Regions from separate parts of the Mus musculus genome. Here region 1 is linked to region 2. Evidence: chromatin contacts called from public promoter capture Hi-C data. All regions are on one chromosome and are shown on one strand. Each heading gives the region's core, a stretch centred on a gene start, on an enhancer-like site or on the middle of the called end of the contact. The rest is flanking DNA. Distances are from core to core; before and after follow the strand shown.

Region 1 (2,700 bases), core at 63-2,562, 310 kb after region 2:
CTGAGCCGCAGCTTAGCCTGCTGCTGGAGGTACTGCGCGGCGTCCGCCGGCTTGCTGGGCGCCAGGTGGTCTGACTTGAGCACCTTGAAGCGCTTGCGACGCCGCAGGAAGCTCCCGTTCTCGAACATGTCCCCGCAGCTGGGATGCAGCGCCCAGAAGCTGCCCTTGCCCGGCTGGTCTGGCCGCCTCGGGATCTTGATGAAGCAATCGTTGAAGGAGAGATTGTGGCGCAGGCTGTTCTGCCAGCGCTGCGTGTTCTCCCGGTAGTAGGGGAAGCGGTCCATGATGAACTTGTAGATCTCGCTGAGCGGCAGCATCTTCTCCGGAGAGCTCTGGATGGCCATGGCGGTCAGCGAGATGTATGAGTAGGGCGGCTTCTGGTCGCTGTACGTGTTGCGGCCCGGCCGAGGCATCTTCTTGCTTGGCCACTTGCTCAGGGTCCGCGCGGCCCGGAGGACTGGTCGAATCTGAGAAGGGGGGAGGTGATGGAGAAGGGCAGCATAGGTGCAGAGACACTGGCGAGGTCACTCAGGCCGAGTCACAGATATAGGGGGTGGGGAAGAGGGGATTCGGGTGCCAGCAACTTTGCGCACCAAACTGGGTAAGACTCAGCTAGGGGAAGTGGAGAGGGGAAGACCGAGAGCAGCAGAGAGGTTTGCAGGAAAGTAGGTAGGACCTGGATTCAGGGGAGGGGACAGAGAGATAGATGCTCACCTTAAAGTTGTTCCAAGTTGCCGGTCCGCATCCGGGATGGCGTGGCTGGTGGCCGAGTCCCTCCCTGCGCGCGACCGGAGCGCAGCGTCGGGGAGCAGTGAGACTCGCTGCCAGCTAGGCTTGGACTCAGCCCGGTAGAGCTCCTCTCCGCGGGCTGCGCAGCGCGCTCGTGGGTCGTGCGCCCTGCTGGGAGACCGAACTCGGCTGCGGAGTGCCCGTGAGGACAGTGGCAGACGCCGCCTCAGGGATCCAGAGGACGCTGCTGTGGTGTTCGTGGTTCCGCTGAGCTAGGTGGCTGCCTCCATGTCCACCCTCGAACCATCTGATAGTTTTAAGCGGTGACAGGAGCAGAAAAGACCCCTGTAGCGGCGCTTCATTAATGTGCCACTTCTTAGCTATCGTATGACAATCGCCTTGGGAGGAGGAGGAAAAGGAGGGGGAGCGGGGGCTGCAGAGGGAGGGGACTGAGGGAGAGGAGAGAGAGCCTGGCCAGCGCTGGTTTCTTTCACACCTATTTACATGGACACCTTGGCCAATAGGAATCACTTCCAGCCGAAGACTGGGAGACCGGGAAGAGCCTCTGCCGCCCGCGGGGAGCGGGCAGCGCCTACCGGTGTGCGCAATGGGAAGGTATGAGCGGAGCAGCGCGCGGAGCCGGCTGGCAGGTGACCACTCACTCTGAGCTATCTGCCGCGCCGGTGGTGTTTGACATGGAAATTGCTCGGCTGGGGTATTCTGTTTCCTTTGCTTTGTGTCGGGTTTGTATTGTTAGCTAACTTATAGCACAGGCTTTCTCCTGAAGGGCGACCTTTCTACTTTGGTTGCCACTGCGCGGGGTTGATTGGATGGGTTGTTCAAATGGAAACCTACCTCGCAATCCCACCCCCAGTCCTGCAAGAGGCAGGTAGAAATTTGTCTGTCGCTTTAAAAAGGTGGTAAAGTTAATAGACGCATATAGATAGATATATTTGGACAGCTGGGTGGATAAGTCCGTTTTGAATATATATATATTCAATATATATATATTGGTTGTGAGCCTAGCCTTTAACGGCTGAGCCATCTCTCCAGGCCAAGGTAAGTTTGGGGTTTTTGTTTTTTGTTTTTTGTTCTTTGAAAAGAATGGATGAATGTATTAGGTTCTGCTTTAATACGTTTTTCAGAGATTTAATGGGCACAAGGACGTTCAGGGTAAATTGAGGCAAGGCAGCGTGTGGGCCTGGGGAGGGCGGGAGTTTGTCCAATGTACGCTATGGCTTCCGGGTCTCCTTTTTCCAGGTGCTTGCGAAGTCTGAGGTTTCTTGGAAGTTAGCGGGTCAGCATTTTGCAGACCCCTCCCCCTTTTTACATGGGAATAGTTTCTTTAGAGTTTAGAACTCCATGAAAAGACAAACAGTGCCTGCTGAGACCAGCGAGGTTTTTTTTTTGGGGGGGGGGGGGGCACGTGGCACCAGGCCTGGAGAGAATAGCGGGCTCCTTCGAGTTCATATTTGCCTTGTGAGGATTAAATGAATCATTAGTATCATTATCATCATCATCTTCTTCTTCGTCGTCGCCGTCTTCATCAAACTGTTAGGGAATAAACCGCGACTCAACCCTTCGGCTTGCACGCAATGAGTACAAGCCAGGAGTTCCACGCTTTTCAGCGCTTTCCGGGGGCCTTTGTGGTTTTAAAAAGAACCCCATGCCACTAGGTTAAATACTTAATACCTACAGCCTAACAGAACTGTCTTTAAACTCCGAAAACCTCTTTTTCCTTTTTTCTTTCTTCCTCCCCCTCCCCCATAGGAGCAGACTGATAGTTGTAGTGTGACGTTTGTTACACTTTGAGTGACAGTAGAGCATTAGTCTGTGAATAGCAAGAAAACCTTTCAGCTTCCGAGCGCGCGCACACACACACATACACACACACACACACACACACACACACACACACACACACACACACACATCCCTACTCACATAACTTCATTAACCACAGTTTCGAAG
Region 2 (2,733 bases), core at 193-2,692:
TCTGCTGGGGCCAACTTCACAGCTACCTGTCTATGTGACAGTGGGCACTGTGCCTATCTCTTCCCCTAACTGTCATCCTTTGGTTCCTAGGAGTGAATTGAGACCGTAGTGGAAAGTATAAACAGATGTTGATATCAGAAGGGACCAGGGCTGGGAAGATAGTGGCCTAAGATCTTGTAGCTTAAGAACCTGAGTTCTGTTCCAAGTTCAGGTAGAAGGCTTTTTGGCCAACCAATCTTGCCTAATTTGTGAGCTCCAGGCCAAAGAGATACCTTGTCTCAAATAACAAGCTGGGCCAAGGTGGGTGCTCTGAAGGGACAGCATCCTAGAGGCTGACAGCGCCTTGCAGGTCATGTGTGATACACGTGACCACGTGTGATACGAGTGAACCACAAGCACACACAACTAGATGGAAGAGAATCGTTAGAACCTAGAGAAAGCAGAGAGGTAGACTCTGCAAGGACGGAGTTGAAAGACCTAGTGTGACTGGGCAGCGGTGGTGGTGTACACTTTTAATTCCAGCACTGGGGAGGCAGAGGCAGGCAGATCTCTGATTCCAGACGAGCCTAGTCTCCAGACAACCAGATCTATACAGAGAAACCCTGCCTTGAAAAACAAAAACAAAACAAAACAAAACAAAACAAAAGAACCAAAACTAGTGTTTAAGGTATTTCCAGCTCTCTTGCTAGCTTGAAGTTTAATGCGGTGTGAACAGTCACCCACAAACACAGTTCACTACTGCGTTGTTTCCTGGAAAAGCAAGCTAGAAAAGAAACAATATGACCCAGAGAAACAGTTTGTCAAGGAATGAGAAGGGGGAAAAACCTTCAATAACCTACAATTAGGAAAAGACCGTAGGACCTGGGGTGTATTGGAGTACTGGGGGAAGGAGGTACCTTCTAGCCTTACCTCTTAGTCTCCCTAGCTGGTTAGAGGCCTCTCCGCTTTGATTTACAAGGCGGAGTAGACTGTGTAAAGCAGGGCCAAGCGAACACCCTCCTCACACTGCTCCAGCTGGTGACCAGAGGTTAAGCTAATATGTTTGCAGACAGTGATGGAGAGCTGGGTGCCAACGGCCCAGTTCAGAGGAATCCAAATATATGCGCCTTGAAACAATTCTACCCTCCATTACCTCGCTGCCTAGAAGCCTTTTAAAAGCAAAAGAAGTGAGTTGGGCAAGCCAAGCAGCTGAAATCTTAATAACCCAGAGCCAGCCTGAGCAGGGCCCTGTACTCTAGGAGTAAGGGGATTTGGGCGGGGGAAATGGGTGGATACTTGTAGGGCCTGGGGAGGCGGTGGAGCTGTCACGTAGGGCAGGACTGGGCTTGGGCTACGTTCCAAGTTGGATGAGTCACCCAGCAGGGTGGGAACAGGCCGGGGAGGGAGGGGATGTGGGGCGGCCTCGCGCTGGGAGGATGGGGCGGGTATAAAAGCCCCACCCAGCCCAGCCGGGCTGCTCCGCTTCAAGGGAGGCTCTCAGCGATACGTGCCCGGCCCAGGTAAGTGGGGCGCGGCCCGGTCGCCCGCTATGGCCTCGGGGTTGCGGTGCTGAACGGGGAGCGGGCAGGCTCCGGCGATGGGGACCCCGGGAGGCACGGAGAGGGACCCACTCCACCCGGTGATCTGCGAGGCCCTGCAACAGAGTTGCAAAGTGTCCCGCAAGTGACCGTGCTCTTTGCATGCCACTCTCCTGAGGGGTCGGGGCGCAGGGGTCGGGGCGTGCTTCCCCTTGAGGTTTCCTCGGAACGGGGAGACCCTTTGTGGGGCGGGGAGCCGAGGGGGCGGCATTCCAGACGTGCTAGATGTCAGGAGGGGGACTGGGTGTGGCCGCTGGGGGAGCCTCCGGCCCAGCAGTGAGAAGTCCCACTTCGCTTTCCGCACTGCGTTCTCTCACTCTGGACCGTAACTTCTGCAATTTCAGGTGAATTTCCTTGCAACTGAGGGACGTGCCTTTGTGGAGTCGGAGCAGGGTACCTGGGGGAGGTCCAGGGGGCACCAGAACCTCAAGTCTTGACTACTGGGTGCCCTTCTTTACAATCTCAACTCAGTCTTCGTCATGAACGCTAGATTGTCTGCTAGGTCAGCGACCTCAGACTTCATTTCTTCTGGGGAGTTTGTGGCTCGCTTAGAATGTGTGCAGAAGGAAGTGTCCCCGGGTGGTTGTAGGGAACGTTGCCTTGACTGTGCTGATGCCACCATGAATCAGTTGATAGGGTCTATAGAAAAGGGCGTGGTTCCTGGGCCTCAGGTTCCAAAGCTGGCGCGGAGGGCTGTGGTTGGAGAAGTTTCTTTATCTATGAAAGTGGTTTCCGAACTCTGCTGTTGATAGCGCCACTCACACTGAGTTATTGAAGGTTTCCGAAAACAAGTTCATTCAAAAATAGCTAAATAAAGCGTACTGAAACAGTGTCATGCAAATGTAAAAGCAAAGCAAAGGCAACAAAATAACTGTTACTTGAGACAGAGCCGTAATCTCAACACTCAGAAGACTGGAGCAGCAAGATCCCTTTTGAATCCGACCTGAGCTACATAGTAAGTGAGATTCCTGTAGGGGGAAAAACCCAACTACCAAAAAAAAAAAAAAAAAAAAAAAAAGAGAGAGAGAGAGAGAGAGAGAGAGAGAGAGAGAGAGAGAGAGAAAAGAAAAAAACCATGAGCTTATGATCACGATCAAGCTTATTGGTAATTGGTAGAGTACCGTAGTAGGTTGAACTTCATTCCCAGAACTTGAAA

Evidence for each region. Promoter capture Hi-C pulls out the DNA fragments that hold promoters and counts their contacts.
Region 1: a promoter capture Hi-C map of embryonic stem cells shows a contact between it and region 2. The contact joins the promoter of B230323A14Rik here to the promoter of Anxa2 in region 2. A contact is called at or near these places in 2 of 39 promoter capture datasets (cranial neural crest and embryonic stem cells) and 3 of 484 Hi-C or Micro-C datasets (all in embryonic stem cells).

What each region holds. Positions count from the first base shown.
Region 1 is chr9:69,759,834-69,762,533 of GRCm38.p6, forward strand. It overlaps B230323A14Rik (RIKEN cDNA B230323A14 gene), which reads left to right and starts at 1,313. Exons shown (of 5, transcript NR_040765.1): 1 at 1,313-1,379. Foxb1 (forkhead box B1) reads right to left here and starts at 1,107. Exons shown (of 2, transcript NM_022378.3): 1 at 715-1,107; 2 at 1-467. The coding sequence starts at 413.
Region 2 is chr9:69,452,241-69,454,973 of GRCm38.p6, forward strand. It overlaps Anxa2 (annexin A2), which reads left to right and starts at 1,443. Exons shown (of 13, transcript NM_007585.3): 1 at 1,443-1,499.